Linked DNA regions of Rattus norvegicus: region 2 is linked to region 1. Evidence: chromatin contacts called from public Hi-C data. All regions are on one chromosome and are shown on one strand. The core of a region is the stretch at or near the end of the contact, and the rest is flanking DNA. Distances in the headings are between cores, read along the strand shown. Region 1 has its middle 60 kb from the start of Trnat-agu21. Region 2 overlaps Zfhx3 (zinc finger homeobox 3).

Region 1 (3,817 bases), core at 476-2,975:
GATCTGGATTCAGTTCTCCGAGCATGTGAAGAATACACACACTGTTATCTACTGAGCAGCCTTTCCAACCCCTAAGGTTTTGACTTTGGTCTCTTCTTTTTAAGGCAGCAGCTTTATCAGTACAGGAAGTGAGTGGTGTTTTTTAAGCATAGTCCACATGAAAGAGCAAAGAGGGGCCCGCAGTAAAAGCTCTCTTCTTCAGGAGACAAAGCCAAGTCCTATGATGGCTAAATGTTCAACAGTCGGGTGATTTTTCTAAAACGAACAAATGAAAGGAAGGAAAGAAGAAAGGAAGGAAGGAAGGGAAGAAGGAAGGAAGGGAGGAAGAGAGGGAGGGAGGGAAGGAAGGAAGAAGGGAGGGAGGGAGGAAGGAAGGAAAGAAGGAAGGAAGGAAGGAAGGAAGGAAGGAAGGAAGGAAGGAAGGAAGGAAGGGAGGGAGGAAAACTTTATCTGAAAACTGGAGAAGTGCTTGCTTACCCACAAAGCATTGGTTGAGAAGCTATTGCGTGCCTAGTACTCTCCTGAGCATTTATATCATCCCAGGAAACCCTACAATAACTTTCTAAGCAGATAATTTTGTCCACATCTTGTAGACTAGGAAGTTGTCCTAAGGAAAAATAGAAAATGAGGAGGAAGAAGAGGACCACAGGAATCGGAAGAGGGGCAGCGGGAGGACAGGGAGGAGCCCACTTGTCAGTATGCCCTCGGTATTGCTTGTACTGTCCCTCCTGAAGCATAATTGGGCTCAAGACACCTCTTCTTATAAAAAATCCACTGTAAGAGATGGCACAAATGCCTTAGCGTTGCTTACAATGTTTTCCGTAAACCCTCCAAGCCTGCCAACCCTGTTTCCTGATAGCACAGGTAGGAGATAATCAATCAACACTTGTCAGCGTAACTTGTTGAATATTGATCTGAATTTGATTAAGGAACTAGATACAGTATTTTTATTTTTATGTATTTATTTCTTTTTAGATTTAAGCTTAACAGCTTTTTCTCCCAGAGATGATTTCACAGATATTAAGTCCTCCTCCTTCCTCACGCTCACAGATGGATTTTATATTTTAGTTACAGATACTAGATAGTTTAAAATGTTCCAGAAGAACTAGAGAAAAAAAAAACCCACCCTGGAATGCCAGAGAAAATATCTGAAGGAAGACTTTTCTCATGTGAATGAGACATCACCCCCACTGTAAGCCTAGCCCCTACTCTACCCTCTGACCGAGCCCACTGACCACCCACACTCACACGCTCACACACCTTGGGCGAGGAGAGCAGCAGGGTACCTCTTGGTTTCAAAGAAAACAGTCCATAAACATAGTAATTTCACTGGCTCATCCTCAATCCTTCATTTTATTGTCAATGTTTCTGGTTCTACAACCCTCTCTTGCAGTCGACAGGAAAAGTGTGTGTGTTTGGGGATATCTTCTATAGGTGCTTGGCTTTCCAACTGTGAATTCTTGTCGTCTGTGACGGCCTTGTTGGTAGCTATGAGGCTGCTTCTCACTGCCAAGGTGCTGACCTTTGGTCACTCTGAAAATGGAAGTTTAGGCCTCTGTTTCTAGGCCTGGCCTGGCAAAGTTTATCAAAACACCATTTGGCCAGTGGGGAACCCTCCAGTGTCAGACAGAACAAGACACAGGTCAAGTCTGAGGAAGGCTTGGCCACGCCTTAGAGAATCTATGCTCCACTGTGGAAGACCAGAAGCCAATGCCTGCAGACTGGAGTGACGGTCAAAGCCAAGGACACAAACCAGGCCTCTTCCCAGACACATGGCTTCATCCCCAAGGTCCCTGTAGACTCGTGCTCTGGCAGAAGTTTGAAATTGCTGCAACTGTTTTTCATTTAAAGGGCTCCAGGTCAGAGTATCAAAGAGCAGCAACACAAGATGGTAGCACCCTGTGAGCTGCTGGAGAAAACACCTAACCAGTGCTAGCCAATCCCCACTGTGTGCTTCCAGGGGGTAGGGGGGTGGGGGATGAGCATACCCTGGAAACCAGTCAGAACAAGTCCTGAGGGACAGAGGAGCCAAGCTCAGCAGCTCTGAACACAACTTCTAACAACAAATAGTGGAAGGACAGTTCAGAATTTTCCAGAACTTAAAACATGTGACTTCTGCTTGTCAGTGCCACCACCTCTGGACAGATGGAAAGACATGGGCCCAGAGACACTCCCAGTCAGGGAATTCACCCAGAAGCATGAGCGAGAGAGCAGTGGCTCATAGCAACTCAACTTTGAGATCTTTAAGAACAGGGAAGCAGGGCTGGAGAGATGGCTCAGCAGTTAAGAGCACTGACTGCTCTTCCAGAGGTCATGAGTTCAATTCCCAGCAACCACATGTGGCTCACAACCATCTGTAATGGGATCCGATGCCCTCTTCTGGTGTGTCTGAAGTCAGCTACAGTGTACTCACATACATAAAATAAATAAATATATCTTTAAAAAAAAAAACAGCCTAGCTCTTGCCTCTGACCTTATATTAAAAACAAAAAAAGAACAGGGAAGCAGTCCAGAGGAGTGAGGCAGGCACCACAGCTTCCTCCAAGGCCCAGTCAGAGCATCTACATCAGTGGTCCTCAACCTTCCTACTGCTGATACCCTTTCATACAGTTCCTCACGTTGTGGTGATCCCAACCATAAAGACATTTCCATTGCTACATCATAACTGTCATTTTGCTACTGCTGTGAATTGTAATGGAAATACCTGTGCTTTCCAGTGGTCTTAGTGAAAGGGTTAATTGATAACCCCCAAAAGGGGTTGCAGTCCACAGGCTGAGAATCAGAGGTCTGTACGCTCTTGGTTGAGGGCCATTGCACCCCTTTCTTTTTTCCCAGCTCTGAGGGCAAGATCAGGGTTGCCTAAAACTCATCCATATCAATCCAAACCTCAGCACCATTGAGAAACAGATATCAGGCTCCAGAGACAGGAGGAAGGGATCTTTACTCTAGCTTGACAAAAGCACAATGCCTACATGGAAAGAAAATGCCACATTCGCCTTGGGTGGCGCCTAGGTTGTGTCTGCACACATGTAGCATTTGGATGTTGACTGTTCTCATCCCACAGTTAACATGTTCAGCAGCTTCACACAGTCTACAAAATGTCCTACCACACACAGAGGCCTCCCAGAGACCATATCCCCAACACTCATCTCCTATCAACAGGCATCTCATAAATGATCCTCCCTGCCCTTGTTTGTCATGAAACCCATTTGTCATGCAATGCTTTTGCCTGATGCTCCCTGAGTGAGTGTTGCATAACCACAGTCAAAGGCATGAAAGGAAAGAAAAGCACTGTAGGTTACAAGGGCAGAACTTGACCTCAAGACCATTCTGAGATATTGGAGCAAGAGATGATGTTACACAGCCTCCTGTGGGCTTCCCTTGTCCATCACACAGAAGCTCATGCTGCCCCCTTAGTAGATCAGAGCAGTTCAGGGAGATGGTCCTACTTGCTTAGCCAATAATGGCAAAAGGAAATTCATGGGAGACTGTAAAATAGGACACCCTTGCATCCCAGACCCCATTGGGACCATTCAGAAGCCATTTACTTCTCATTTCTTTTCTTATTAGTATATATTAAATGTATAAATTAACAGTTTTCATTATGATGTTCCCATACATGTATGTATATACTGAACTTTGGTCATATACACCCATTGTTATAATTCAAATATGAAATGTCCCTTACACACTCATGGTTTTGAACTCCTGGTCCCCAGCTGGTAGCACTGTTTTGGAAGACTGTAAAAACCTCTAGGACAATGGATTAGTTAGCTGAGGGAGACTCCTGAGGATGAATCTTGAAGATACCTGCTTC
Region 2 (3,800 bases), core at 986-3,485, 220 kb after region 1:
TGGAGGAGACAGATCGGGGTATCAGGAAGCGCAGGCAGGTTTTGTCACTGTGATCTCATACTGGACCTGTCACCTCCCTGATGTCATGGGGATTGACGTAGATGGAGCAACCCTAATCTGAAAATCCCCAAACCGAGTTGAGCCAAAGCATTTGCATGCTGTCAAAATGGCACCGGGTTCCCTCAGGCAGTGTATCTAATGAATCTGTGTTTAGATCTCAGTCCCGATCTAATGATAGGTCATAAAGAAGCACAGATATTCTAGAATCGGGGGGAAAAATCCCCAAGGACGAACCGTCTGGGTCCCATGGTTTCAGAAAGTGGACAGGCAGCCTGTAGCTGTGCTGTGTTAGGACCGGCCTTTCTAAAATGTGGAACGACACAGAGGTCAGGCTCATCTGAAAAAAAAAACAAACAAACATATTTTTTCCCTTAGAATTGTCTATTCTGCTTATTTTGTGTTTTTTTTTTTTAATTTAAAACACTTATTGGTGTGTGAGTGTATGCATGTGTATGTGTTTGTGTGTACTGTTTGAGTGTTGTTCAATCTCTTCTTCCACCGTATGTGTCCCAGGAATCAATTTTAGGTTGGCAGGCTTGGTGTCAACCACCTCTACTCATTGAATCATCTCAGCTCGAGGGATGAATTTTAAAGTGACGTTTGTGTGTATTTGTAGTGGGGCAGAGGATCTGGAGAGCCCAAGATATCAGACAGAGAGGCTCCTTTTCCCTTCCTCTGGACTCCTGGGTGGGTCCCGCAAAATGCCAGTCCATAGTGGAGTTCCTGGCTTCTGTTCAACCAGTAGCCGCCTCTGGTTATGCAGCTGACTAGTATTCTGACTAACTATGGTGGGCCACCCCAGCCGCCTGGTTTCTGCCTTCAGTGTCGAGTGAGTTTTCTAAGCCATCACGGAAGTGCATTGTGGAACAGGCTGAGCTCCAAAACCCATTGATGCCTTTTTCTCCACTTCCTCCCACCTTCCCATGTCTCCCATTCACGAGATGTGAGGGGCCAGTGGTTTGTCTTAACACCAGGAACAGCTCATGCTGATAGTACTTGTCCCCTGCTCTGTCTTCCCAGGAGTGAGTAGATTCTGAATCCATGGGTCAGCCTGGGTTTTCCTGGGAGTATCTTGCCTTCACAATTGTAGGGTGTCCATGATGAGCCCTGGGGAATACTTGGTCTTTTCTCCCCGGGGAAGAGGGAAGGGTACGGGAAGGCAGTTGGAGTCTAAGCACACCTGCCCACTCTTAGAATCCGCCGGGCTGTGAGAGAGTATCGACTTTAACAGACGGATTAAGACCCCACCAGAACCCATTACTCAAATCGTTCCTAGCCGAGGTGCCTTTGATTGGGCCAAGACCCCAGGTTTCATGATAATCTTAAATTATAGCAAGGACGGTTGTCTACCTAGCTCAGTGTCGGGGTTCAGTGTGAGCTGCACGAGCTCTGCTCGTGAGATCAGATGCCGGCATCTAAGCCCCCCGTATTGACTTAAAATAGGAGGGAAGGCATGGCTCTGATTTATGATACCAGGTGAGCCCACATGGCGTGTGGTGAGCCTACAGTCAGCCCTCCTGCCTCTTCTAAGTGTTACACAGTGCAGACAGACAGAAGGACAGCCTTTCTTCCTCCTTAAGTGCTCCTTGGGTCTCATAAGGCCATTGCATGGTGGATGGACAAATCAGAAGAATATAAGAATTTCACTCGAAGTCCGCATCCTTGGTTTCCTTGACGGCCACACTCTGGGTAGTGTGTCCGCTGTGTGTGGGCAGGGCAGAGAGGGCTCTTCAAAAGGCAGCCGCACCCTTAATGCCCATGGGGGCTGTCTGGTCTGGTGGCCTTTGCCTTGTTCCACAGCAAGGGGCATAAGTCCTCTGGGGCAGCTCCTGTCCTCCACCCAGAAGTACAAGTGTCAGAGGGCTTATGGGTGATTTGACTCAGGAGCTAGTTTCTACCAGCGCTTGCCAATGACGTAGACTGTTAAATGTCTGCTGACTCCCGCTTACCCGAGGTGGCTTCAGCCAGGAAAACGATGTGCTCATTCAGGAGGTTCATAGGGTGTGTGTGAGCGGCCAGAGGTTTGGAGGGAATTTTTAGTGCCTTTGTTCTCTCTGGCCTCCTCCTCTGGAGCAGCTGGGGCTTAGAAGTTCATTTCCCTCAATGGATAGCAGAGCTGGCTAGACATGGCTTCCTCGCCTGGCTGGGAGTCCATGCTGGAGGGATCCCAGGCTGGCTGTGGTAGACAGGCTGTGGTAGCCTCCAACCACTTGTCAGCCCCAGGGACCTCTAGGGAGATAAAAGGTCAGCCCTCTGTCGGGGCAGGGCTCAGCCCCAGACTGGGTTAAATCATCCCTGCTGTGGGGACCTGTGGCCAGTGTGTCACCAATGGTGTGTAGTGGGGGTGGTTGTCACCCCTTAGGAAGGTCTCTCACTTTCTGAAACATCTCAGGCACCTTCATTTGTACCCTCAGGAAGTTCTCCTGTGTGGTCGGATGTCCTCCCCTCAGGCTCTGCCCAGGTCATTCTGGGGATGGCCTTGGGCACAGCCTTGGGCAGGGAAGCCCTAGTTAGTGTTGTCTTTTGGCTCTACCCTTAAGGCCTCACGTAATGGAGCTGAAATTGTGTTAGACGCAGGGCTCTGGCTCTCCTGCATTTGTTGAGGAAACCAGTAATGTCACCATTAGCCGAAACACTTGCCATTCGTTCTTGTTCTCCACGTTGGCACCGCCCTCCCCTGCCCTCCCCAGCCCTCCCCTACCCTCCCAGCCCTCTCCTACCCTCCCAGCCCTCCCCTGCCCTCCCCAGCCCTCCCCTGCCCTCCCCAGCCCTCCCCTGCCCTCCCCTGCCCTCCCCAGCCCTCCCCAGCCCTCCCCTGCCCTCCTCAGCCCTCCTCAGCCCTCCCCTGCCCTCCCCAGCCCCTCTCGTGAGCTCTCAGGGAGTCTTCCCTTCTCTCCCACCCCAGTCCTTTTTGTATACATAGTCATGAACAGTGCAAATTCTGATAGAACATCACTATATTCTGCTGCAGTCTGTGTTATTTCTTACATGGCTAGTGTTACACATTTACAAGCCATGGATTCCTTTTTTTTTTTTTTAACTTTACTGTAAATGTAATACAAATAGGATGTAGTCATCATGAAGATACTTTTTTTTTTTTTTAAATACAGCAGGAAAAGAGAAAATTACTGGCAGGCCAGTCTAGTGACATCTCACAGTGACACATTTGTGCTTCCTATGGGACCAGATCTTGCTCTGAAGCCCAGGGTGGCCCCGAATTAGTATTTCCTTGCACACACTTCTGCACGGATGGTATGACGGGTTTCAGCCATCCCACCCAGCTTTCAGGTAGCTGCTCTTTCTCTTGCGCATGCGCAGAAGGCAGTTTGAAAGAGTTGGCTGACATCGCGTTCCTTTTACTTAATACCCCTAGGGGCAGGTGAGATGGCTGAGCCTGTAAAGGGGCTTGCTGCCGAGCCTGTCAACCTAAGTTTGATCCCTGTGAAGTGTGCGGGAGGAGGAGGAGGAGAGAATAGGCCTGTGCAAACTGTTCTCTGAGTCCTGCGTGTGAGACCGGGCAAGGATGTGCCTGTAAACATCCCCCATCCCCCGCCCCACGCACCCACGCACCCGCACGCACGCACGCACGCACGCACAGGCTGAGAACCACTGGTTTGGAGTGCATTTATGGAGGCAAGGTAGCAAGAAGTGGCACAAAGGTTCCACTCTGTTGAAGGCATCCAAAGTCCTGGGCGCGCAGCATGGTCCTCGCTCCCTTTCCTTTTCTCTCTGGCACGCTC

What was found. A called contact is a pair of places that touch in the nucleus more often than the background predicts.
Region 2: a contact with region 1 is called in a Hi-C map of psoas muscle, with 1.9 times the contacts expected there. The contact joins two enhancer-like sites. A contact is called at or near these places in 3 of 12 Hi-C or Micro-C datasets (kidney, liver and psoas muscle).

Annotation. Positions count from the first base shown.
Region 1 is chr19:53,422,581-53,426,397 of GRCr8, forward strand. It overlaps a transcript of Zfhx3 not described here. Among named protein-coding and RNA genes, the nearest start is that of Trnat-agu21, 60 kb to the right of the region's middle. Within about 2 kb of position 1,726, at least 4 of the 93 cell types and tissues checked have an H3K27ac peak or open chromatin away from gene starts, as enhancers often do.
Region 2 is chr19:53,640,651-53,644,450 of GRCr8, forward strand. The region is part of intron 3 of Zfhx3 (zinc finger homeobox 3); the gene reads left to right. Among named protein-coding and RNA genes, the nearest start is that of Zfhx3, 91 kb to the left of the region's middle. Within about 2 kb of position 2,236, at least 3 of the 93 cell types and tissues checked have an H3K27ac peak or open chromatin away from gene starts, as enhancers often do.